Linked DNA regions of Mus musculus: regions 2, 3, 4 and 5 are each linked to region 1. Evidence: chromatin contacts called from public promoter capture Hi-C data. All regions are on one chromosome and are shown on one strand. Each heading gives the region's core, a stretch centred on a gene start, on an enhancer-like site or on the middle of the called end of the contact. The rest is flanking DNA. Distances are from core to core; before and after follow the strand shown.

Evidence for each region. Promoter capture Hi-C pulls out the DNA fragments that hold promoters and counts their contacts.
Region 2: a promoter capture Hi-C map of liver shows a contact between it and region 1, with 6 times the contacts expected there. The contact joins the promoter of Erfe here to the promoter of Spp2 in region 1. A contact is called at or near these places in 3 of 39 promoter capture datasets (hippocampal neurons and liver).
Region 3: a promoter capture Hi-C map of liver shows a contact between it and region 1, with 7 times the contacts expected there. The contact joins the promoter of Ube2f here to the promoter of Spp2 in region 1. A contact is called at or near these places in 2 of 39 promoter capture datasets (both in liver).
Region 4: a promoter capture Hi-C map of liver shows a contact between it and region 1, with 6 times the contacts expected there. The contact joins the promoter of Rab17 here to the promoter of Spp2 in region 1. A contact is called at or near these places in 3 of 39 promoter capture datasets (hippocampal neurons and liver) and 1 of 9 other capture datasets (liver).
Region 5: a contact with region 1 is called in a promoter capture Hi-C map of liver, with 4 times the contacts expected there. The contact joins the promoter of 2810459M11Rik here to the promoter of Spp2 in region 1. A contact is called at or near these places in 2 of 39 promoter capture datasets (liver and pre-B cells).

The regions. Positions count from the first base shown.
Region 1 is chr1:88,404,441-88,409,557 of GRCm38.p6, reverse strand. Spp2 (secreted phosphoprotein 2) reads right to left here and starts at 2,548. Exons shown (of 8, transcript NM_029269.3): 1 at 2,342-2,548; 2 at 2,117-2,241. The coding sequence starts at 2,408.
Region 2 is chr1:91,363,258-91,368,374 of GRCm38.p6, reverse strand. It overlaps Erfe (erythroferrone), which reads right to left and starts at 1,945. Exons shown (of 8, transcript NM_173395.2): 1 at 1,727-1,945; 2 at 1-10. The coding sequence starts at 1,894.
Region 3 is chr1:91,247,206-91,252,322 of GRCm38.p6, reverse strand. It overlaps Ube2f (ubiquitin-conjugating enzyme E2F (putative)), which reads right to left and starts at 2,019. Exons shown (of 10, transcript NM_026454.4): 1 at 1,886-2,019.
Region 4 is chr1:90,967,316-90,972,432 of GRCm38.p6, reverse strand. It overlaps Rab17 (RAB17, member RAS oncogene family), which reads left to right and starts at 2,813. Exons shown (of 6, transcript NM_008998.4): 1 at 2,813-3,203.
Region 5 is chr1:86,042,951-86,048,067 of GRCm38.p6, reverse strand. It overlaps 2810459M11Rik (RIKEN cDNA 2810459M11 gene), which reads right to left and starts at 2,205. Exons shown (of 3, transcript NM_001144993.1): 1 at 1,496-2,205. The coding sequence starts at 2,105.

The sequences.
Region 1 (5,117 bases), core at 1,299-3,798:
AGAGCCATTTACTGCAATGTGGGAGAGATGGGGGAATGTCAGACAAATCATGGTCTTGTCGGTTGTGGGAAGCCATTACCGAATGAAGCACCAACCCACACTTCTTTGCACCCACAGTAATTTCTGTTGCCTACAGCCATTGACCAGACCTTAAACATTCTCTCTCAGACTCAGTTTTTAATTCTTCCCATGATCAGGCTAGAGGGCTAGAGTTCCAGAATCTTATATTCTGCTTCTCTTCAGATTACAAACACCATCTTTATGCTAATCATCTCTCCTCTCATTTGACCGCAAGTGGCCAAAAAGAAGCCCACCACACTTTACTGCCTTGCTGTTCCTTCTGTCAGTATCTTTGTTCCCTGGTGGGGCTGTAAGGGGTTGCAGAGACAAAAGGCCATCCCAACTAGTGAGGGGGTCTGTCTCACACAGAGGAGAAACAGAATAGCGGGATGTAGCGTAAAGGCCATCTCTGTTCCGTAACTTTGCAGTTGTTTCCTGTGACATTGTGGAATGCAGAGCTCAAGGAAAGACCATGGGGACTCAAATGATGGGGAAGAGCAAAAGTGGCTCAGGAACAGGCAGGCATGGGGTGGGCAACACAGAGACAGCTAAGTGCCACACTAAGCATCTGCTAGGATCACATCTGTGAGTGGCTAATCTTTAGGTGCCCGGGATCAGGCCCATATGACTATACCAAGATGGCCACATGTCAGATTATGTTGTGTCGGCCGTGGCTCACTGGTTACCTGTCCACAGTGTCCCAGGTTACTTCTCTCTGAATCTGTCCTTGTGCTCCTATTCAATGAACTGTTTCGTTCTGTAGTGAGCAATGGCTAAATTAAAAATGATGTAAACTATAGATCTGCAAGTTTGGCAAGGAGCTATGGGTTCTACAACATTCTAAGAAGATTGCATTCGGTGCCAACGGAATGTGGCCTAGGTGCTGGCATGAGCAGGGTGGGAGGGAGAGGCAGCGTCATTCTGATGAGGCTTTCTTCTAGAAGCAGCTTGACCTTTGGCTAGCAGCTGCCTACACCTGCCTCTAAGTGCCTCCCCACCAGCGTGCTCAGTGTGAACCCTGACAGTCAGGTGCTGGGTGGGGCTGGCAGCTCACTCTAGCTCAGTCTACACCTTCACAACCCAGTTATCCAGCTAGAAAAGGCAACCAAAGCAATGAAATTTGCTTTGCATTTGGGAGAAAGAAAACTTGGAACCAGTGTCTGCAAAAGGGGACCAAAGGGACATGTTTTACATGCAGTTGAGCTGGGAGAATGAAGTGTGTATGCTGTTGAGGAGCAGAGGAGCAGCTGAGTGTGAGAGGAGCAGCTGAGTATGAGAGGAGTAGCTGAGTGTAAGTAAGAGGTGGTAGCCTAGAATAGGGTGGAAAAGGGAGCAGCCAGTAGGAGCGGCCATGTGGCCTCTGTGTGGAGGTAGTGGCTGCTGACCACAAGGCTCTACTCATGTCTCCATGAGCTTGTCAGTCCTATTTCTTCTTCATGTCTGTCCCTACCTCCCTGTTAGCCCAGTTAAGCCTATAAGAAGACAGAGAGACTCCTCAGGGAGCAGGAAGGAGAAAGGCCTCTCTATGATCCTGTTCTGCTTCCCCCTCACTTTGGCCACAGTGAGTCACAGCAAGCCCGAGATAATGTCTCTTTCCCAAGTTCTCTAGGTGATCGGGAAACAGCACTATCAAGTCCACCAGAGTGGGTGGGTTTCATGGACTCAGAAGCCAGCGTTTCTTTCCTATAAACACTGGTAGCCCAATGCTGAGTGGGGAGAGAGTCTCTTTCTCATTAGGCAGCACCTCCCAATCAAACAGCATCACAAGGACTTCTGGGATCTTCACCCCAAACCAGGACACACACAGAGAAAAGCCGAGGTCAGAGGGAAAACACAGAGGGAAGAATCAGATGTCCCAGGAAGCTTTGACAGCCTCGGGACAACAACAACAACAAAATGTAATTAAATCTCTTCTCAGTCCAAAAAGTCAGCATGGAAGAGGACAGACTGTGATCATTGTAAACAGAAGAATAATCTACTCAACAAAGTAGGTGAAGTCAAGACGGGGGCGGGGGTGGTAAAAAAATGGCTCAGGGAGGTATCTCCATTCACTTACTCTCTTCAAGGAGCTCCGGGTCGCCCGAAACAGGTAAGGACTCAGGGACTGCGAGTTCACCTTTGCCACTGAGGCACTGAGAGCTTCCTGCAGAGAGGAAGGGTCGTAGTCGTACACCGGGAAACCTAGACAGCAAACACACAGGCCACAGTGAGAGAGAGATGAGGCACCGAGAGGGCTGTGATCACCTAGGGCAGGTGGCCAGCGGTGGCATGTGTCCTTTACCTGTGGCACACCAGTAGTGCATGCCCAGCACCAACAAAGCCAGCGTCTTCAGCATTGCCTGCTCCATACTGAGAGGATGGCGACCCAGAGTCAGGGAGACGGCCTCTCTCCAGGCTTCTGGATGACAGCTCTTTCAGAGGGTGGCTGTCTTATTCTTGTCACCTGTGACCTAGCTGCCCTGGCTGGCTGGAGCAATCTGGAACCTCAGTAGAGATGATTGATTCCGGTGTCAATATTTACTGCTGACTTTTCCTGTGGAAAAATTCCAGACTGAGGCCACTTTTGAAGTTTGGACCTCTCCGAGGGACTTTATCCCACAGCAGGAGACATTCAGAGAGGCTTGGGTCTCCCTGTATAATGTTTATCTTCTCTCTTTGCATTTTGTTCTTTGGGGGAGGGGACATAATTGTGGACTCAACAAAACGGTGACTTTAAAGCTTGTGCATCTAGTCCTTTCCCAGGTCCTCAAAATCCTTCACCCTCCACCTCTCAATGCCAGAGTCCTCCCTTCCTAGAGACTGCACTCACGCGGAGTGATTTTCCTGTTGGCTTAGCTCTGCCTGCCACCTCCACTACAGAGGCCATGGTTCAGAAACCACAATGGCCGTGTTTGTGATAGGGAGAGTAATGAAGCATGCAGCGGATGAGTGAGTGTATGAGTGCACCAGGTCTCACTCAACTGTCTTTCAGGTCTTTCATTTGAAGCTGGCGCTAACTTCTGGTGTATAACAAGTACCCAGAGCGTAATACCACAAGACAATGACCACTGGAATTTGTAATTCCGTTACTTTTAACCTGGTTTGAACTCAATTCCATTAGAGTCTTCCAGATTGAACTAATGTCACCATCTGGCTCCAAACGCTCTGGACTCATTAAATGAACTGCAGTAATAAAAGCAATTGCAGATGAGCGGAGGAGATGAAGGGAACAACAGCATCCTGTTGCCAGCACTGAGCTATTGATTTTGCTTGACGTTTGCTGGGGTGAGGGAGGGGGGGACCACTGCATTTCTCAGATTCTCTTGGCTATAATTAAGTGTTAGCACCAGGCGTGCAGGGTGGGCTCTGATGGAAGCTAGAAAGCAATGACTTTTAAAATGCCCCTGCAGAATTCCATCATGTCTTGTAAACCCAGAAGATTAAATATAAGCCATCCAGTCACGCTCATGCTATGGTGATTTCTTGTTCTTCCTCCGGTTTGCAGAAATGTGTGCCTCCATCATCCCAGTGATTTTCTGCTATTCCAGCCCCCAAATACTCGGTCAAAGTATTCAAAATTGGGTGGCAGTAAGTGAAGCATTGTATAGCCCTGCACACAGTCCCTGGAAATTTATATAAAGTACATCACAGACCATTTAACAGGAGTACCTGGGAACACACTGAGCAAGAACCGATGGGCTATGGCTGCATCGTAAATGAAGATGCATTACTTTCCAAGGTCATTTCCTCTTTCTCATCCTCCCCATCATATTATTTGCACTGGGGTGGGATCACTAAATTTAGAACAAATGTAAAAATGGAATCTTCAACTGATCCCTAAACCACGAACTTCACAGCTGCCTTCTGATTTCTTATAGCATCACGATTGCTAAACTGAGCTCCGTCACTAAGAGTCTGCTTTCTGTCCTCATCTCAGTATTTCTGGGTTCTGGAAACGTCAGTGGTGCCATCAGAATAGGCATCATGCAAAGACCCCAGATAGCTTCAGCACCACCTAGGACTTTCACTGAAAATGTGTACCTTCCAGACCCACCCAGAAGGACCCAACAGAGACTCCAGAGAGAGGACCAGTTGCCTTTATTTGACAAACCCTTCTCCCACCTCTCTTTCTCTCTCCCCCTTCCTCTTCCTCTCCCCCTCTCCTCCTCCTCTCCCTCTCTCTCCATGTGATTCAGATCCACACCCATGCCTGAGAAATGAGAATACATACAGAACAGAGATTCTCAGCCAGGGAACTTTGCCCCTGTGAGTGTTATGGCTTGAATATGAAATGCGGCTCCCCACCCCACCACTCCGTCCCACTGCCATAGACCCTTGGTGATGCTATTTGTTTTGGGAGGCAGGGCCTGCACAAAGGAAGTGTCTCAAAGGTGGTGGACCCCCAAGGAATACTTCCTTTTTAGCTCCTTCTGCTTCTGGTCCCCTTGACAGGGACAGCTTTGTGCCTCCACAGTGCCCCTGCCTCTGTTCCAATTCTGATGGACCATAGGCAATTTGGTTTCTAAGAAAGTGAAGATTTTGAGAAAGCTTCCTGCTGTTTGTTTACACCGAAGCCACATCATTTTACCTCCCTGTGAACACTGTTCCGAGGTTCTGGTGTCCACATTGAAGGTGGGCTTTGGGGTTTCAAAAGCCCAAGCCTGTCCCAGTGTCTCTCTTTCTCTCTTCCTGCTGCCTACAGTTTTGGATGTAGAACTCTCAGCTATCTCTTAGCTCCATGTCTGCCCGGGTACCACCATGCTCCTCGGCATGATGAAAATGGACTAAACCTCTGGAACTGTAAACAAGCCGCAATTAAATGCTTCCCGGTACAGTATATGCTGTGGTCATGTGTCTCTTCCCAGCACTAGAACCCTAAGACAATAGACAAGCAAATGTGAGTCACAGGGTCCTAGTGACAGCCACAAAAGGACATGTACCATTCTGTGGACAGTGTAGCCAGGATCACAGACCACACATCACGGCCATGGTACATTTGGGAAAAATTGTAAAGTGGATGTCCTGGGAGGATGAAGACCCGAAGAAATTTAGCTGTGCAGAGGTGAGATTGGGGGTGG
Region 2 (5,117 bases), core at 696-3,195, 3.0 Mb before region 1:
TGGTGGGTTCCTGGAACACAGATGGCCACAGTAGGTTTGCTTGGTAGCATCTTGCCCTTGTCACTTGTGTTTTCAGAGGTAGTGTCCGACCCATCCCCAGCCCATGGAGGAGGGAGCCCAGGCTGCAGGAAGGTAGGAGTGGGGCTCCAAAGCAGGTGCTCTGGGATGTATCTTCTTGCTTTTCCTTGAGTGTCACCGTCCTTTGACAGTCACTGGAACCCACAGTTGCTTAGGAGGTGACTATGAATATATGAATACTGGGTGACAACAGGTCATTTTGTCCCTCCCCACAGTCAGAAGTGTCAGGGAGACCAGCCTCAGGGCCACTGTGGTCACAGGGCATGGGGAGCAGTGGGGCAGAGGAGCCGGATGTCATGACTCTAGCTAGGCCTTTACTTTTCTCAGCTTTCTAAAACACTGGCCCAAGGATTCAAGCTCTGAGAGTGGCCTTGTTTCCTGGCAGAGGCCTTTGGCAAATAGGACAGTTAATAGGCCTCTAATGGTCTGGGTTCCATGTAGGGCTACCAGCTAGGAAAGGAATGAACCATTCAAGAGGCCTTAGAAGAAGTCAAGGGCACAGACTCCAGTGTCTGACAGAAAGACCCAGGATCTCAAAACTACCCAAACCGGGGTCTTGTGGGTCACAGGCCAGGCTGCTGTGTCAGGATGATGGAGGCTTCTATGCTTCTTGCTGTCTGATGCCCTCAGTGGACACTCACAGTGCAGTGCTTCCATTATAGGTCAGAACAGGTGTACTGACCCTTCCAGGGGACCGGTGGCCTGTGTACAGACTCGCACCACTGTCAACTTGAGGGCAGCACCGAAAATACATGGAGCCATGTTGGTCAGGGGCCCCAGGAGTTGGAGTGGGAGCTGGGTTCCAGCTATCAGGGAACTGGTGACACCTTGCCCCTCCCAAAGAGGGTTCAAGGCCAACATTCCACTGGGAAGGTCCAGCCTACTCCCCACTTCCTGGTGACTATGTCTGGACCTCATGAAAGTTTTGAAGGCTGATGGCTGGGGGTCAGGGGGAGGCTTCAGACAACAAGGACATGTTTACTCCCACCAAAGGAGGCAGAAATGGGATGGTGGAAGGACCCAGGGATGCCTTGCAGAGGGAGGTATTGTAACCATCTCCAGCTGTCTTAGTGGATGTTTTGTTGGCCCCTGGGGTGCTGAGAACTGAAGAGCGCGCTGGCCTGGGGTTTCCTTGTGCCTGGCCCACAGCATGAGCGATCAACTAGACCCTGAAATTCTTCCCTGAACTCTCACCAACAGGACTGACCAGCTCCAATGAAGGCTACCAATCCACCCTCCCCAGGCCTCTAGCCACACCCTCCCCAGCCTGCGTCTCCACCCCAGCAGTTCAGGTGGAGATCTTGGGAGGGATCGCAGGCAGAGCCTGGTTACATCACTCCTTTCCCAGACGCAGTCACCTAACAAAAAGGAACTAGATCTGGGAGCCCCGCTCTCTCACCAGTCTTCCAGTTTCACGAGGAGCAAGTTAACTGCATTTCACACCTTTCCCAATCTCTCCTACTGGCCTAGTGGAGTTCTGCCGCCAAAGCCACGGTACAGAGGACGCATCCACCCAACCCTGGGTCTCACAGAGCCCCTGAGAGCGACGTATCCCCAGTGTTGGACACTGCGCAGCAAGGGGTGCCACCTTCCCCACCGTCTTAGGGCCCCCCGGGACAGGAAGATGTGGGGCGCGGCTGCGTCTTACCGGCGGGCTGTTGGCTGGCGGGGCGGGCAGCTCGGCCCCGGGCGGCTGCGGGCGTGCATGAGTCCCCACGGGCTCCGCGGACTCAGGGACACCGAGGCCCATGGCGGCGAGTAGGCTGGCGCAGGCGAGCAGCGTGCGAGCTCCGACGGGGCGGCGGGTCGAGGCCATGCTGGCGGCGGCGGCGGCAGTAAAGAGCACGGCTGGTCAGGTCGGCGCCTTATAACGCGCTTGAATCCCCCGCCTCGCGCGCGCCGCCCTCGCTGCCGTCGCCCCCTCGCGGCTAGGGCACGCTCTGCAGGCACAGGGGACCCTGAGGAGGCGGGCGCCCGATCCGGTCCGTGCACGCCTCCACTTTGCTGCCTGTAGCCCAGGGTTAGCTTCTCTTCTCCTAGCCCTGCACCCGAGGCTTTCTAAGACACCCCCCCCTTTCTCTAAGGACACCCACTGCACCATTCTGCACGTCTTCTTAGGACCTCCCCCCGCCCCGGGTCTCTTCTTTTCTCATGGTTCCAGGCCTTAATGACAAGTTGAGTACCTGAGAATATGGCAGCCCTTATGGCTCCTCCTTTTCAAGCTGGGGAACCTGGAGCACTTTTAAGGTTTCCCTGCTCTTCCCCACCCCGGATGTATCTGCACAGCTGGCACCTCTCAGGCTCCAGCTACGGAGTCTGCTACTAGCAGCTACAGAGAACTGACCCAGTCTGGCTGAAAGGTCGGATCCCTCTGATGTCCTAAGCCAGGCAGATGGAGCTCAGACTGCTGCCCACTGCCCACCACGGAGCATTCAACCAGGACAGATGTGGCAAATCCTAAAGGATGAACTGCGAGGAGGCCTTTTCTGGGTGGTTCTCCTCCAGAGAGGCAGGCCTAGCTGCCTTGAGCTGCTGTCATTACATTGGCTGTAGATAAAGCAGCACACCTGGGTTTCTTTGTTTCTTTTTTTGTTTTGTTTTGTTTTGTTTTGTTTTTTGTTTTTTCCTTTGTTTGCTTGCTTGCTTGATTTGTTTTAATCTTAAATTGTGTGCGTCCAGGTGCCCTTAAAGGCTAGAAGAGGGAGTCCAAAGAAGGGACTTGATTTGGGAAGCATGACCCTAAGATATCAAGTGACCCTGCTCTGTTCACAGTGAGGGCCCCAGCTGGAGCGCTGACAACCAGATCTGTTGCCATGTGAAAGTAGTTATTTTCCCAAACAACGGACTGTCCTAGTGATGTCATGGGTTCTTCCAGAGGGCCCAGATCCAAATAGTTCTGGTACTGGCATGGCTTCCTGGACCCTAGCTCAAGGTAATGACGCGGTCCAGTTCAGGCGCATAGCCCCAGAGCTCTAGCCATTCAGGAAAGGTTCCCGCATGTTTGCAGGGTCCTGTTTGAAAGCAAGGTCCTCAGGAGGACAGGAGTGCATGGCAAAGCTCACAGGGCGCTAAGCATAGGGTCCACAGCCTCAAAGGAGTGGCATCTCTGATTCAGAAGTGGGACCCTTGAGTGTGGTGGTGCCTGGGTCTGAGTGAACATTCTGAGTGAGTCGGGCCCGGCAGGAGAGCAGCGAGTGACCTCCCTGTGCCTTCTTGCATGGCAGAAATCTAATCCTCATTCCTGGGACCTCATGTCATGGCCTTGACCCAGCTTCCCGGCAGTTCAATGAGCCAAGCTTTCTCCGTGTCCCTCTTTCTTCAAAGGAAGGCTGTAGGCTGATGAGGTCATGGGCATGAAATCTTCCCTTTACTCAAAGACAGTGGGAGCCTGCCTGAGGCTGACTGGCTGTGCGGCCTCAAGAGTACCTGCAGCTAGCAGTGGTGTCGTTAGCTATGTATGCCTTGAACGTGGATGGACCATCAGTACTCGGATCACGTGACTGTCCCTAACATACAAAGGAGGAAAATGAGGGATAGACCTTGGGAGAATCAAGGAGTCCCCAAACCAAGGCATATCCAGGCCCAGGTACCATGTCTTGCAGTCAGCAGCTCTGTAGGCCTTGAGTGCTCCTATGGGCTCTGAGTGCTCCTAGGGTGTGGTGGTCTAAGTAACAATGGCTGCCATAGGCCCATATATTAGAATGCTTAGTCATCGGGAATAGAACTGTTTGAAAGGATTAGAAGGATTAGGAGGTGCTGCCTTGTAGGGTGGACTTGAGGTTTCAAAGCCCATGCTGGGCCCAGTCTTTCTGGCCTGCAGCTCAGGATGTAGCTCAGATAAGCCCCAGCACCTCTTAAACCAGAAGCAATCCCCCAATTAAGTGCCTTTTTCTGTAAGAATTGCCTTGGTTGTGGCTGGAGAGATGGCTCAGCAGTTATGAGGACTGGCTGTTCTCTCCTGAGTTCCATTCTCAGCAACCACATGGTGGCTCACAACCATCTGTAAGGGGATCTGATGCCTTCTTCTGGTGTGTTTGAAGACAGCTACAGTATACTCATATACATTAAATAAGTAAGTAAATCATTAAAAAATATTGATTTGGTCCTGGTGTCTCTTCACAGCATTAGAACACTGAGACATGGGGGCTCAAGTACTCTCAGACTCTAAGTGCTCCTGAAGGCTCTGGGTGCTCCCGTAGGATCTGAGTGCTCTCCTGAGGGGTCGGAGGGATCTGAGGGATCTAAGTGCTCCCTCAGGCTCTGAGTGCTCCTGGAGGGTCTGGGGGCTCTCCTGAGGGATCTGGATGCTCCTGTAGGCTTTATGTGCTGTGGAGCACTCTATATTCTAACTAGAAGTCCTCACTAGCTTCAGATGTCCGAGTCCTTGTTTTCCTAGGGATTCTGGGATATGATTCTTGGGGTGCCTTGTGGCCATCCCCTGCATGACAGGAGGATCTCTTGAGTGTCTGGTGTGCTCCAGTCTCTGTGTGTTATGCTGGTGGCTGTCCCTCTTCCTGCTCACTTTGTGGCCCCACGGTGGCTTTAGAATACTCTGCCAGTGTTTTGTCTTCCCTCTCTATGTTCTGATTGCTTTGGTCAGAGGGTGGTTGTCAGGCTGCTAACAGGAGATGGGGACAGTAGAGTTAGGGACATTTCCACACACACACCCCCAGACACTGTAGCTAAATCTGTGTTCTCTCAGCATCTGCCTCTTCCCTGGTCTCTGGAAGCTGGTGGTGGTCAGGATGCCCTGTTGTTGCTAGCACCTAGGATCTCCACAGCTCACCTCCACCAGCTGGATACCCTTGAAGCTGGCCCCCAGTTGGAGACTTATTAGACTCCCAGCTCCCTAGCTGGAAGATCTTTCCTCTTGGAACACCAATTATGCCACTGACCCCAGAATGACCAGGTTAGGCACAATTCAGCAATGCTGAGAACCATGTGTCTCTCTCTACTCCAGGATTCCCCCACTCACACTCGCCCAGGGATGTGTGGCCTTTCTAACTCCCTTTTTCTTTCTTTCTTTTTCTTTTTCTTTT
Region 3 (5,117 bases), core at 770-3,269, 2.8 Mb before region 1:
AATGGTCCAAGATAACAACCCGACGTACCACTGGGACAGAGGTGTATGTTCCACATGAGGGCCATCAGGTTTTCACCTTTGATATCAGTAAGGCAGATGGTGAAAAGGAAAACGGAAAGGCATTCAGAGTTTGGCAGGCAGTCCCCTAGTGGTCACAACAGAGCTGCTCCTCACCCTATGGACCTGCACTGTGCTGCTCAGACCTGCCATGGCTGCCCACCGGCTCTCTTAATGCTCTCCACTGCTCTTCTACACTGGGCTTTATCGGAGGCAGAGGATGGGCGTACCCTGCTCTACTCTTCGAGGTGTAGATCCTAGCTTGTAATCTTCAGTAAGCTGTAGGCTTTTCCAATAGAACATGTTGTGCAAAGACTGTGCAGAGTAGAAAACAACACGAGTGGTGTCTCCACAGAAAACCCAACACGCATATTCTAAGGCAGGTAAGACTAGAGTATCCACCTATTTTTCTATCATCTGTATCACTTTCACTAGCATGGGAGGGAATAAACCAAAGTCTCCATTTGGAAATGTCCCCACAATCAGAAAATTAAATCTCCACAAAGGGATCAAACAAAAAAAAAATTACTCAAACTATCAAAAGGGTAGAAGCTGCCTCAGAATTCTCGTTCCCTCCTCAACACGTCCCACCTCTGGAAAACCCCACTTTGACCCAAACTTCCCTTTGCTCGAAAATCACACTGTGACTAAGGCAGTATTTTGGGAACCGATCAGCTATTCTGAACAGCATGCTCAGTTTCCAACTCCACAAGTTGTATTTGGCCCAGTTAGTTCCTCCTCTGGGTGGGACCAACTTTTAGGGCATCCAAAGAGGACTGCAACTTGTTATTTACCAGTCTCATCAAGTCATGTTTATTCAGCATTCCTATGTGCTGTGCTGAAATCAGGCTGGTGTGACCTATGCAGGGCCAGTTGGCTCACAGTGAGGCTAACTCCTCACTGACAGCTCCAATCTAAGCCATTTAAGAGAACTAGGGGCCACTAGGGCCGTTTAACCTTCCAAGCTGAAAGAAACAGATCGGGACTTAAACCGTACAGCATGAGTGTCCAAGGGTATCTAACCTGCCAGGCTTACTGACTGACCACTTCTGGAGCTCATCTTTGATTTTGGGTACTGAATATCAAGTTAATTTTGTCCAGGTACTCCTGTTAATTCTGTTCCTGAAGCTCCCCACAATCACTATCCTTAATTTCCTATGACTCTGCCTACTGCCCAGCTCCCCACATTCGGCCCAAACAGCTAGGAAGCCTCGGCACCAGGCCCAGCCACCTCACTGTTTTTCAACACCACCCTGCTCATTTCTGGAACCTTCGGTTCAATCTGATAACCAGGTCTTGGGATGCCCTCTTTCCCTTCACCGCCAAGCCCGACTAGGTTCTTAAGGAGAGCAGATTTTTACCCACAGGCCAAGAGCCCCTCCGGGAAGCCTTCCCCAGCAACTCCAACCCACCGGCAGCGCCGAGGAGTGGGTCCAATGCCCACCGGAGACGGAGGAAACTGAGCCGGCCGAGGAGAAGGCCACACCCCGGGTGACACGCCGCGGAACCGGGTCAGGGACCGAACCGGGCCAGGCGGGCCGGCCGCCCCTCCTCCCCGCCGTCGCCGTGGCGGGCCGCGTCCACCTCCCGCTTCCCTTCAGGGGCAGCGGCCTCCCCGCCGCGGCCTCGGCCTCGGCCTCCCGGACGGCCCGAGCTCCGCACCGTGACCTTGCGGGCGGCGGCACGGGGTCCGCCTCGGCCCGGCCCTCTAGAGCCGCCGGGGCTCGCTGCCCGCCCAGCGCTTCCCGTCAGCCGCCGACCTCGCGGTCCGGCCTGGCGCTCGGCGACAGGAGCCTCGGCCTCAGTCCAGCCCGCGCGACCAGCTTACCTGAGCACCGCGAGTCAGGCGAGGCGAGCCGGCACCCAAAACCATGCCCGGCGGAGCAGCGGCACTGAGTCGCGCTGGCCTTCACAGCCGCACCGGCTCCCGGCGGCGAGACCGGAAGTGGCGGGGCGGGGACTGCGCCGTGACCGCAGTGGGCACTTTAAAAAAAAAATTCAAAGCTACAAAAGAACTTTATTGGCAGCTCCACTCGTGGACAGTCACAGGACATACACAGGTCAACTAGTCGGCCCTCGTTCATTGGTGAAGAGCACGGCCTGAGGGTGGGCCATGTGTCAAGACCTTTGCTGATTGGTCACCGAAGCGCAAGCATCCCCGACCGCCTAGCGGCCTTCCGGTTTGTTTCCATTCATTTAGCGGCTTGCTTCCCTAGGAATATCGTACTAGTGCAGTGCCTGCTGGTGGAGCTAAGTTCCTGTGCCCGGCACCATTCCTGAACGCAAAGAATCCGACCGGTTTGCAGCTGCGTTAAGGCCATGGGATAGTTAGAGGTGGCTGCTGGGTGTGAGGACACTCTTCCTGCTCCTTATTTTTTTAATTTCTCATATTCCTATATGCACTTTTAAAAATCTACTTCAGGCCGGGAGTTCCGGCGCATACCTCAGTCCCGGCGCTCAGAGACAAGAGGAAGGCCTGGTCTACATAGTGAATTCCAGGACAGCCAGAGATATGTAGAGAGACCCTACCTCCTGAGGCCTTGGGGTTCCATGTGCAGCATCCTACTTGCAGCTCGTGTGGTATGCATTCTCAGTCCCTGTGGGACTGGAGATAGCCTACTTTGGGAGAGAATTCGGCAAGACTCCTAGAGAGGTAGGGCCTTGGAAAGAGGATATTTTCTGTGGAAAAGAACAAGGAGCGTCAGGTTTCCAGTGATTTTCTTAGCAATTCTGGGGAATGAATCTCAGGAGGTCTCACATGCAAAGCACTACCTTTGAGCTACCCGCCCCCTCCCCCCGCCTCCCCCCCCCCCCCGTCTCCCCCCTCCCCCCACACCCTAGACCCTAAGATTTCTTTTGAAATGAGGCACTTGGGTTCAGGGAGTAAAGCGTTTGTCAGCATGAGGACCTGTTTCCAAACTCGGGAAGATGTGAGGCAGAGGAGTCCTCAGATTAGGACCAAGTACCCTGACTTCCATTGAGGGGAAGAGATCCCCCGCAGAGCTGGGTTGCACATAGGAGTTGGAGGCCAGCCTAGATAACATAGAGTTCCAAACAAGCCAAGGTTACTCAATGAGATCCTGTAAACACAAACAAACAAAAAAGTGGAAGAAAGTTATCCTTTGACCACCCCATGTGGCACATGGCTACACACGCTCAAGCTTCCATCAGATACACACTCCTGCACAGATAGAAAGGGTAAAAGGCAGCCAGGCCTAGTGGTACACGGCTTTAATTCTAGCATTTGGGGAAGCAGAGGCAGACCTGCCAGACTGGTCTACATAGTGAATTCCTGGGCAACCTGAGCTACATAGTGAGATCCTGTCTCAATAAACAAACAAATAAGGCTTTTGATCTAAGGGAGGTTGCAAACACAGAAGAGATGGTACTGGTATTAATCAGCGTCCTCTAGAGTCACAGAGCTTATGGAATGTCTCTCTATATTAAGGGATTTTCATTGTGATCCAGATCAGAAACTTGTGTCTTCCAGCCTTAACATCTGGATCACGGGTGTGTCCTCCAATTTTGATTGTAGTTCATTCCAGATATAGTCAAGTTGATAACCAGGAATAGCCATTATAGTACTCAAGTGAACTCTTTATGACAAGCTGCCTCATTCTTTCAGGAAAACACCTTTGCTCAGCTAACGCTTGTCTTGTTTTCCTAAGCTTAAACAGCACTTTCTTACGGCTCCTCACCCCGGCACCCCCTCTTGCTCTCCCCGCTCTTCTTTGGACCCATGGCAGGTGTTCAGAACCAGTGTTATTGGGCAAGTACTGCATGAGTTTGTGCAAAGTTCTGGTGAGAAAAGATAAGGGCTTGAAGAGGCAGATACAGCTGGAACAGCTGAACCAATACGCCTGACTCTCAACATTGCAAAGAGATGAGTCACTTCTAGGTCCATTTCATAAGGGAGCCTCATGTGTTCACCTAAGACTTACCAAGAGCCTACTGGTTTATATAGTCCTCACAACAGCCCTAGTTAACAGTTTTCTGTTAGCTCCAGCTTTCAGGAAGCACAGAAGTATTTTGCCCAGCATGACTGAACTTGAATGTGAATCCAGCCCATCTGTCTCTGGCATTCAGTCCCAGAGACAGGCTACTAATGAACAGCAAGGAAAGAGACAAATGACTCTTAGAGACAGATTGAATGGATCTCTGTGGGTTCAAGGGCAGTCTGGTCTACAGAGTGAGTTCCAGGACATCAAGGGGGGTACACAGAGAAACCCTGTCTCAAAACAAAACAAGCAAAGAAACAAACAAAACAAATAAGAAACCAAAAAAGCAAGCAAACAAACAAAAAAACCCAAAGCAACAATGTCAACAACCCCATCAGCAGCAGCATAACAGCCATGCCACCTTTCACAGTTTAGCTCTCTCACTCTCTCACACAGTTTAGTGAAGGACTTCTGTTTCTTAGGGGTGGGGAGTGACTAGCAGACTGCTTTAAAAGCATGCTTGTCAAGCTGGGCGTGGTGGCATATGCCTTTAATCCCACTTGGGATTAAAGCACTTGGGAGGCAGAGGCAGGTGGATTTCTGAGTTCAAGGCCAGCCTGGTCTACAAAGTGAGTTCCAGGACAGCCAGGGCTATACAGAGAAACCCTGTCTCGAAAAACCAAAAAAAAAAAAAAAAAAAAAAAAAAAAAAAAGCATGCTCGTCATATACTCTGGATCCTTGGGATATGTTGGTTTACTGGAGAAATGGGCTTTGCAAATTTGAATAAATTGAGGCCCCTGAATTGGGTTTGTCTTGAATTTTTCAAGTGAGTCTACTGTAACTTCAAAGGTCCTCATGTGACAGAGGCTGTCAGTCAGGGCAGCAGGGGGAGATGTGAAGATGTAAGCATAGTTGTTGCGGTAATTCTCCAGCCCAAATAACACCCGGCAATGAAAACATGACTCAATTAATATGAATACATGCTGTGTGCCTAGATTGAGCAGATCTAGCGCTACACTACCATCTTCCACACCTACGAGACCCCTTAGAACTTGCGGTTTCTCCAGGCTTCCGCTTCACTTTTCTTCTTCTTCTTCTTCTTCCTCCTCCTCCTCTTCATC
Region 4 (5,117 bases), core at 1,564-4,063, 2.6 Mb before region 1:
GTTTGAACAGAGGTTGAGAAGGGTTTGCATAGGCTCCGCAGCCCTTGCAATTGTACCCAGTTTTATAATTTTGCCTTGTTTATTGTCTCACTATGAACCCAATGCTATCTTGCCCCCCCCCCGCCCCCAACTGTGTTTCACTCCCTGAGTACTGGGATTATGGGTGTGTGTCCCCAAGCCTGGCATAGTTCTGACTTCTTTTGAAAGGTGAATGGGTGCCCTGGAAGTTATGTGCATGTCCATGTGACATACTAACCTGGCTTAGTGAGAATTCTTGCCAGTGCCCAAGGTTGATGAACTGTCTGGAAATTGGCCACACACACACACACACACACACACACACACACACACACACGAATGACTTAGGAACTGCTCTGTCTTGTTTCCACCGCCAGCAGCAATGGTTCTAGTTACAATCTGAATTTTGGAGTTGTGGGTCCTCATCAACGCTGAAGTAGAGTTTATCCCATGTTAGCCCAGAGAACACATCCTTTGTTTCTTAGAGCCCTGAAAATTTCTCTCCCACAGCAGGCAACTCTCAGCACCTGAATCACACATAATCACACAGGCCAGCCAGGCAGGGGCTGCCTTTAGGAGTGAGCAGACAGGTGTCCAAGTGAGCAGACAGACTGGTCTAAGAGAGGATCTTGCAGGAGAAGACTACCCAAGTGACCTTTGGCATGGGGTAACTCGGAACACAGAGAAGGAATGCACCCCCAGCTCTTCTCAAATGTCTGGATTCTGGCTTATCCTGGTCCACCCTGGGAGAGGATCCGGTTGCTTGAAATCATCCGGAACACCAGTATACTCCTAGACACAAGCCCAGTGGTAATGGGGGAACCCGGACTCTAGGTAGCAGAATCCTGGGAAGGGAATTTGGTGCATACACCTCTTCCTGCTCAGGGCTCCAGTCTTCAGGGGAGGTCATGTTACAGGAAAAAGATGAAGATGTATTGTTAAAGTCACTGGAGCCCTTGTCAGCTGACCCTGAGTTGAACAAAAAGAGGATTGTGCTTGTTAGTCCTGTCTCAACCAGACAAACCCTCTAAGAGAGGCTCTAGAGGTCAGAGAGGGCCTCTTCTGACTTTGAGAACGTAGGGTGTCATGTGAGAGGGGCCTATGAAGAGATCTGTTACCCCAAGAACTCTGAGCAGCCAATAGAAATGGGGGAGTCTCAGTGCTTCTATCCCGGGGAACTGAAGGTTCTGCGAACATCGTGTAAGCTCAGAAGAACTGTCCTGATTGCCTTATCTATGTGGGAAGACCTGCCCCCGTCAAGGGCAGCACCCTCTGCACAGCCCATATATAAAGGGCACAGCAGTAGGAAGATTTTTGGCCTTTTGCTCAACTCCCTCTTGCCTCTGAGTTGATTCCTCTCCTTGCAGCTATTCCTCCACTGATGTCAGAACCAGTGTTTCCAGCCTTCTGATGTGGACTAGACACCAACAGTTCTCCAGAAACCAACTAGTTTTGCAACACCCCCCAATTCCCCTGAGACTGCAGAGGTCCCCAGCCTCATGAACTGAGCAAATACTGGGTTGTTTGCCCCTCTAGAGGGAGACAGTTACAGTGGGATTGTATCTCACTGGTGAGGCAGCCAGCCTCACAGACCAAACGGCTTCTAGAGTCTCACTCTTTCAGTGGGATTCAGCGTTTGTTACTGTTTTTATGTAAGTTGACTTAATACATTCGGCACATATAAAGCTCTTTCCATTGCTCCTTGTGCATGTGTTGCAAGGGCAGGTCCAGCCACCCACAAGTCTGTCTTCAGGGTACTGAATCGAGATTAGAGTTTAAATAGAGGGCCAAGGATAAGCACCTCTATTCTGATCAGTCTCAGACAACGTGTGGTCCCGCCCACCACGGATCCGTCATTATAACAACATGAGAACTTCAGTCTCATTGTAAGGTAGTCCGACAAGCTGTTAGAAATGCATGCAATCTCTTCCCAGGCAGTGTACTCCCCAGTACAAGATTGCTAGGAGAATGCCCACTCCTTTGGGCTCGCTGTTTCAACAGTCTGATGTTCAACAGTCGAACTGAGCTACCTGTTACCCTGCAGCTCTGAGACTTGACCTCTCCTTACAGCTCCCGAGCTGTTGTCTGTCTGTCCATGGGGTTAATAACTCTTTATAAACCCCTTTGATAACCCCCCCCCCCCGCAACAACCCATCTCAGTGTCCCCTTGAACTCCGGAGACCTTTGTACCAGTACCATTTCCAGTGTAAACCGAAAAGGCCACGCCCACACATCTCTACCCACTACAAGGAGGATAGAAGCGGTGCTGGGTGCCACACCTTGGATGCCAATCTAGGCACAGGGAATCAGGGTCCTGTTCAGAAACAGAATGAGGTTCTTGGTCTTCAAGGCTGTGGGGGCACCCAGACGTGTGGACAGGGTGTGCGTCCTGGAGGACAGGGTGACAAGAAGAAGGCCAGTGGCCTCTGCAGAGAAACAGGTTCTTCAGGGTGCATTGGAAAGCCTCTTGGGAATCCACGACAGCTGCCCCCTCCCCCACTTAAACGGTGCTGAGTTCCCCATTGGGAACACAAGCTGGTAATCCAGGTGAGTTGTGAGCACAGAGAGAACACGCGATTGCCTGGGACTTGTGGCTGAGCACAGGAGAACTGATTTCCATCTTTCTTCAGCCTAGAGTTTCTCCTTCTGGGGATCCTCCAGCCCTGCCCAGGCAATTACCTGCTCCAAGGCACACCCATCCCAGGCTCTGGCCCCGGCCCTGCCCATCTGGCATGCGGCCTCAAACTGGAGATGTTTACATAAATTAAGAAGTGAGCTCGCTCGCTCCTGTAACAGAAGAGCTGTTCTCTAAGTCTGTGATGCTTTCTGGTACAGGTGAGACCTGGAAAGGGCTGAAATTCAGGGCTGCAGCTCGGTGAGGAGGCAGAGAGCCACCAAGTGTGACTTCTAGCTTACTCTGACCCAGCTGATCACATGATCATGTGGGGACTTTGCACCGGAGTTTACAGGAAGAGTCCTGCCGGCTGGGGCCTTGGTGGGAGCAGGGGGCCTGCTCACTTCATTTGCTCGGCTGCTGGTAGTCAGTGTGCACTGCTCTGCCCACCCCGCCCCTGGCAGGACCCTGACGAGTCATACAGCACCCAGGGGAAGCACAGCCAGGGGAAGAGAGGGGTGCCTGCGGCCCTGTGGGATGGTGGTCTGTAGCACTCTTCTAAAGTGAACAGGTGAGTCCTTTTTAGATTGTGTTGTGCTGCGTGTGTGTGTGTGTGTGTGTGTGTGTGTGTGTGTGTGTGTGTGCTGTGAGCATGTGTGAGTGTGTGTGTATGTGTGTGTGTGTGTATGTGTGTGTGTGCTGTGAGCATGTGTGTGTGTGTGTGTGTCTGCTGTGAGTGTGTGTGCATACAGATGTGTGTCCCTGTGTTCTCAGGACCTGAATCAGAGGCGAATCTGAAACAGTAGACGCCTTGAGTTTGTTCAGCACCTATAGTGTTCTTGTTTGGGTCACATTGAATTTTCCTTGCAGAAAGTTCCAGTTAAGGGTTTTGAACATAAAAGGCGAGTGTGAGTGAGTGGGTGCCTTGTAAGGAAGCCTTTTCAGATGGCTGCAGAGGCTCCAGCAATAGCAGAGAGCTTGGCAGACTCTTCCAAAAACTCTCTTCTGCAGCTTGCTGTCAAATGCCATGTTGTTCTGAAGTTCGGTGTCTGGAATGGACAGCTTGGAGGATCTGGGTGAAGAGGAAGGGGTGCAGCTTCCTGGGGTTTCCTCCTTCCCTGAATGTGTTTTCTTAGGTGGAAGAGAGGCAGGCTTGTGACTGCTGAAGAAGGACCCAGTCAGGATGGGAAGAGACTCCCAATTGCAACCACTGCCTTCAGAAAGATCCAAATTCTAGAAGAGGGGGCAGGTACCACATCTCCAACTTTCCCTCCAAGTCGAGGCTTCTGCCTGGCTGCTATTGGAAACTTGCAACACACAGTCACTCAGAAAGCAACACGAGCACATCTGCCGTGGTCTTATCTATTACAGAGAAAAATAATTAATAGCAGGAAAAAAATTCAGTGATAGGGGAATGAACTATCAAAGCGAGATAATTGTAGAAATCTGACGCAGGCACGTGGACACTGTGTTTGATGCTATGACCATTAGGGCAGAGTGTGAGATTACATCAAAGCTGAGGTATTGTTGTTGTTATTGTTGCTGCTGTTTTGTTGTTATTAGAGATAGGGTCTTACTCTGTAGCCCAGAAAGGCTTGAAACTTGTGGCAGCCCCCTGCTTAAGCATCCCAAGTGCTGGGATTATAGGCTTACAACAACTATTGGTGTTGTTTTGGAGGTGCAAAGGCAGAGTTCCCCTGTACCACCCCTGAGGCATATCCTGCCACCATCAGTGCTGGGCCGAGCTGGTGCCTCCCGGGGTCCTAACAAGCATAAAAACCCATCATGTTTCAGCCCCGAATTTCACGTCTTTGCCTTGGAAAGCTGCTGGGCCTTTGGTGATGATGCCCAGGCCCTCAGACTTCCTGCTCAGCTTTGGCAGATATCTTTGTTTGGGAGCAGGTGGGCTCAGAGAACTTACCCACTCTGTTCTTCTCTGGAGGGCCCTGGCAGCTGCACTCTTGACAGCTTTGTTTGTGCCATGTATGGGTTGGCCCCAGGGTGACCCGTGAAGGTCCTTCAGTGCCTGCCAACAGCCCTGCCTCCCTTTCTGAAAGCACACCAGGCACGTTTCCAACATGCGTCAGGGTGTGACTGGCATGGGAGCCCCAGGGGCAGAAGACACATAGATCCAGTTAGAATCTGTGGAGCCGCTTCCGGGTTCATTCAGGAGATAGTGAGCACCTGCTGTTCCCTCGCTGGCTTCAGTGACTACGGCAAGCTCACCAAAGGCAATCCAGCTTCAGGGTGGTCGTGATGACCCAGTGAGAAAGCTGAGCTGCTGATAACACAGGTATACGTATTTACAGGCCATCAAAAGTCAAGGTTGGTCCAATCAAGGGAGACAGGGAGTGAGGCTCTGCGAGGGTGGGACCTGTACTCTCTGCTGTTGGATGATGGAGGGGCTAGGGTGGCAGAGGTGGCACCAGGCAGGCTACTGCGGAGGAGAGCAGCAATGACTCTGGTGGTAGGGCACAGGGCTAGA
Region 5 (5,117 bases), core at 956-3,455, 2.4 Mb after region 1:
CCCTGGCTGGCCTCAAACTCACTATGTAGATCAGGCTGGCCTCTGTACTGACTACTGGGATTAAAGGCATGGGTCACTTTTGTTTCCTTGCAGCCAAAGCTGCAACAAGAAGTTATAGTTAATTCATGAACTTGAATTAGTAAAATTCATTAGTAAAAGGTTTTGTTTTTCTCAGAGAGTGCTTTATAAGAGTAAGCAAGTGTTTAATATAATAGAGGATGATGCGTCTGCAAAGGTCCCATTTTCCAGAGTGGAAGGGGTTATTTTAAACCAAGGATTTGGTCATCCATCTTGGGTGCCAGGGTGTGAGGGCCTCTCAAGAGAAGGAAGGCTTAAAGAATTTTCTAGGCACTAGCTCATTAGTCTGGGGAGAATTTGTGTAAATTACCTTCTTTCCCTCAAAGCCAGGTAAGGAAGCCAATGAATGATTCTCAGAACAGGAATGCACGTGGGGTACTTATCTGCCTAATCTTTCAGGATCCTGGAGGTCGGTCAGCCTCCACCAAAGGAAGGTTGGCGGGAGGGGAGGGAACCGCCAGAGAACTACTGTGGCCTAGCCAGCAGGTGCAAGTGTGACATTTATAATATCAGACAACGTCTCCTGGTGTGAAAGGTCTGACATCTCCCAGTGGCAGGCTAATGCCCCAGAACACCTCACACAGCCAGAACACCTCACACAGCCACTCTTTAGTTCAAAAGCTTACTACAGTCAAAGGTCAAACGGAAGTGAGTTGAGCGGTGGAAAGCTTTCCTAGCGTTTGTCAGGGCTCCACTTAGGACCTTCTTTTTAATCCCAGTACTTTGCAGCAAAACACGCTGCCTTGGGACGTCTGATCCCATGACGGAGCAGTCTCCGACTAAAAGCGCTCACACCATCTCTACACTTTAGAATAGAGCGTGGAAGGAAAACCTGGCGGAAGCAGCCAGCGATCGGTGGCTACCAGGAATAACTGAGGTCGTCACGGTCTCGGTCCCTCACACCCTTCCGGATACGTCCCTGGCACCTATTCTGTGTTTTTGCCAGGAACTTCGATTGCCTTCCTCCCTTCCACACCGAGCCTCCTGTATAGCTCCCCCTCTCCTAAAGCTCTGAGGACAATCCTACCAGGACAAACTTGTCCTAAAGCTACAGTCACCCCGCCCCCCAGACTCAGTTCTTCCCACGCACACCACCCAAATTTTTGCATCTTCTATCCCAGTTTCCAACTCCTACATTGTTGTTGTTTAGAGCAGTTCAACTCTACTTCTTACCCACTTCCCACCAGTTGTACCCTCAGATACCCCACCCCCGATCTCATGTGCAGTCAGGATCTGGCCAGACAGACTCAATTCCATGTCCAGAGCATGTCCACCTTAGGCTGAGAAGCCTTGTGCTGGGGACCTCCCAGCACCGGGCCTCAGTTTACCTCAACAGAGTTGGGTGGCCTAAACGGGTTCAACCGGTCTAAAGGGACGCCTTCCCCAGTGCCCAGCCTGACCCCACACGCAGCCTCACCTGGTCGTCCCGGCCCCGCAGCTTGCAGGGCTCTGCAGGCCGCCTCCTGGACCGCCAGGCTGGAGGCGGGACAGCCGGGACGAAAGGCTGCTGCTTGCACCGGGCCCCCGACCTGGCGGCCGAACACCGTGCGCAGCAGCGTCTCGAGCAGCTGCAGTTCGGGCGCCCTCGCGTCATCCGCACCCGTGTCGGCCACCAGCACTCCGACCAGCGCGGCGCCCTCACACCTCCGGTCGCGCACGTCCCGCAGCATCTCCCGCAGGCGGCGCCGCGACTCCCGGGAGGTCAGCGATCCGACGCGGCACAGCACGAAAACGAGCGGCGAGCGAATGGCTCGCTCCGCCTTCGCCCCCGGAGCCCCGTGCGACTCGGTGGCCGCCGCGGTGCCCGCGCTCTCGGCCTCTGCGCAGCCCGGCTTGCCCGGCGCGGACTCCGGCGGGAACACGGCACCGGCGAAGTCCCTCAGCAGCGCGCGGCTCTGCTCGCGCTCCCACAGCTCGCCCACCAGCAGCACCTGCCCGCGGCCACCCGCCGCCTCCACCAACGCCTGGAAGGGTGGCTCCGCCGGGCTCGCGGGCCGCGGGGCCAGCGCCTCCAGCTCGCTCTCCATGCTGGCCGCCGCCTCCTGCGCCGAGCTGGGAGCTCCGCCGCTGCCTCGGCCGACACGCCCCCGAGGGCCGAGCCGCCCAGACCCCCTGCGCACTCCTGTCCCGCCGCACTGAATTTATCATTCACTCATTCGTTCATTTAGATACCCAGTAACACACTCAGTAGTTTAGGACTACTAAGCATTTAGGACATCTAGAAAGTACAGGCTCTTGTGGGGGACTGAGGATGAGTGGACATTATTAACCTGACTAATGTACCCTCTTAGGGTAAGATGGTTTTGTTTGTTTATGCGTTTTATTTGTTTTATGTGTATGGATATTTTGCTTAAATGCATCTGCACTAGTACCAGCGTCTGATCTCCTGGATCTGGAGTTGTGAATGTTTATAATCAACTACATGGGTACTGGGAACCCAATCCAGGTCCTCTGCAAAAGCAGTCAGTGCTCTTAATCGGTAAACCATCTCTCAGATTTTTTTTTTCTTTCTTTCTCCTGAGACACGATCTCACCATCCTAGCCTAGAATCTGGAGACCCTTTAGCTTCAGTTTAGGATTACAGTCTGTACCACCATTTCTAACTTCTGGAGCTATTTCGGAGTAGTCCTACAGGGTTTGGCGTCAGGGCCTGCTTTTCCAGTGGTGTAAGCTTTGGAGCCCAGTTGGAGCAGAAGAGTGAGTGAGAACGGGAGAGAGATGGGAAGCATAACATCCTAGCTTCAACTCTGTCGCTGTGATAAAAATACCTTAACACCAAACAGTTTAGGGAAGAGAAGAAAGGGCTTATTTTAGCTCACAGTTCCTGGTTGTAGCCATCACTGCAGGGAAGTCACAGAGGCAGGAGCTTCCAGACAGCTGGCCACAACACACCCACACCCATGAGTGAAGAGATAGGAATATTTTTGTACAATCACACCAATGAAGGGTGTCACACCCTTCAGGCTGGGTCTTCCCTCATCAGTTAAGGTGATCAAGATAATCCTGGCCATTCCCAGACCTGCTCACGGGGCAAGCTGACCTAGACTGTCCCCTTTTGAGACTCTCTCCCCAGGTGATTCTGGGTTGTGTTTCCTTGATAATTAGAATTAACCATCACCCAGGGGACCTCCTCTACCACTTCTCTTCAGCCTCCAATACTTCCTCCAAATGGATCAAGATCATCCTTTCCACAAACACTTGTTGCATTTGGGTACCACCTGATGTCATGTGAGGCTGTTGTTCCCCATGGGCCAGAATCTAGAACAAGTCTAGAGCAACCCGTCCCTTGTGACCCCTTCAGAAAAGCCAGTTACATTATGATGCACAATACTAGCAGAGTGATAGCTATGGAGTAGCAATGAGACTAACTTTTTGGTTGGGAGTCACCACAACTTGAGGCCCTGTATTAAAGGCTTGCAGAGTTAGGAAGGTTGAGAGCCACTGATCTAGAAGTGGACATGGGATGCTGGCGTGCTCTGGTGTTGGTCTATAGGTGTAAGGTGTGTACATGTATATGCATCTATGACTATTTGTCTAAAATCCAGGTCAGAAGCAGGAACATACGTCCTACCAGTTTTGTCCAAAAGAACATTCTGCGAACTGTTTTCCTGCCCTGTTCAAATGCAGTTGCCCTAAGGCACATGTGGCTATTACTGCACACTGGAGTTGATACAAATGCTTTTTACATGCTATTTAACATGAAGTTAAATTCAAATAGCCTCTGGGGCTTGTATCTTCTCTTTATTTCTCCATCCATCCACTACATAATAATTGGCCCAAAGGGTGTTGTTGTCAAGACATTTTACTGCCCAGCCCTGGCCTCACCATAAAGCCCCAATCCCCTCTTTTAAAATACCTTGTTCCCAACTCCTTATAATTATGCTCCAGCATCCTGGAGAGTTTTGCACATTCATAAAATGAATCTTTCTTGGGTCCCTACTGTATGCATGAAGCAGTCAAAGGTGGTCAAGAAGCTCCCTTCCCTAAGTCTCTTTGTCTAGTTGTCTACCAGTACTTGGAGGAAGGCACCATATGGTTTGTCTGGTTCTCAGTAATGGGGCTTTTGTCTTTGCAGACTGATTCTTGAATTCCCTGGAAGAGTGCTGGGATGCTGAAAGCAGAGGTTGGGACCTGGGTGGGAAAAGTCTTCTGTTTAGAGATGGATGACGGATGGAGTTGCACCACCAGGCCAGTGATGTAGTCACTTTATCTGTGCAGACTGGGCATCTCCAGCTTCCAATGAGCCCAGTGCTTGGGAGCAGTGGGTAAGCTCACCTCCATAGAGATGACAACTAGTGAGGGTTGTGCGGGGACAGAGACAATAAACAAGTAAACACATAACAGACAGCTTCAGATGGTGGTCTGTGTTGAGGGAAAAATAATGTTTAGCTAAGATGAATTTGCAGCCCTGGGTGTTCTGTGTGCACAGCTCTGACCATACCCAAGAAGCAAGGGGCAAGGAAATGTGAACCATGAAACATTAATGTAAAAACAATGGAAGCCCCCACATATCCTCTACCCAGGACAATAAAAGGGGTTAGGTTAAGCGAATACCTCACACTTGTCCACCCCACCCCATTCCAATCCCTACCTCTATACCTGGAGACAGAACAGAGCTGTACCATCCAGGGAAGGGATTAGAAACACATGACAATGACACTTTGTATCCTCTACTCCCACTGCACACTGCTCAACTGAAGAACAGTGGCCAGGGAGAAGGCTCAGGATTGACTGACATGAACTTCTCTAGATATGGGAGGGTGGCACATGGGGTGTGGCCAGGACCACATAATGCCATAGTAGCTGAGCCTCTGTTCCTTAGGCTCCTCAAAGTGATACAAGGTGATATGGGCTTTAGTCTCTTCTAGGTGCAACAGTTGCTGGCCTAGGCAGGTAAGTAAGTAAGTTTATACTTAACTGGAAACAAGAATTAGCTCTCTAAAAAGTCTAAAATATAGAGTAGACCTATAAGGCATAAAAATTAAATTTCATCCTACATACACATATGAGAGTATAGTTGTTATTTTGTCTTGTAGGTA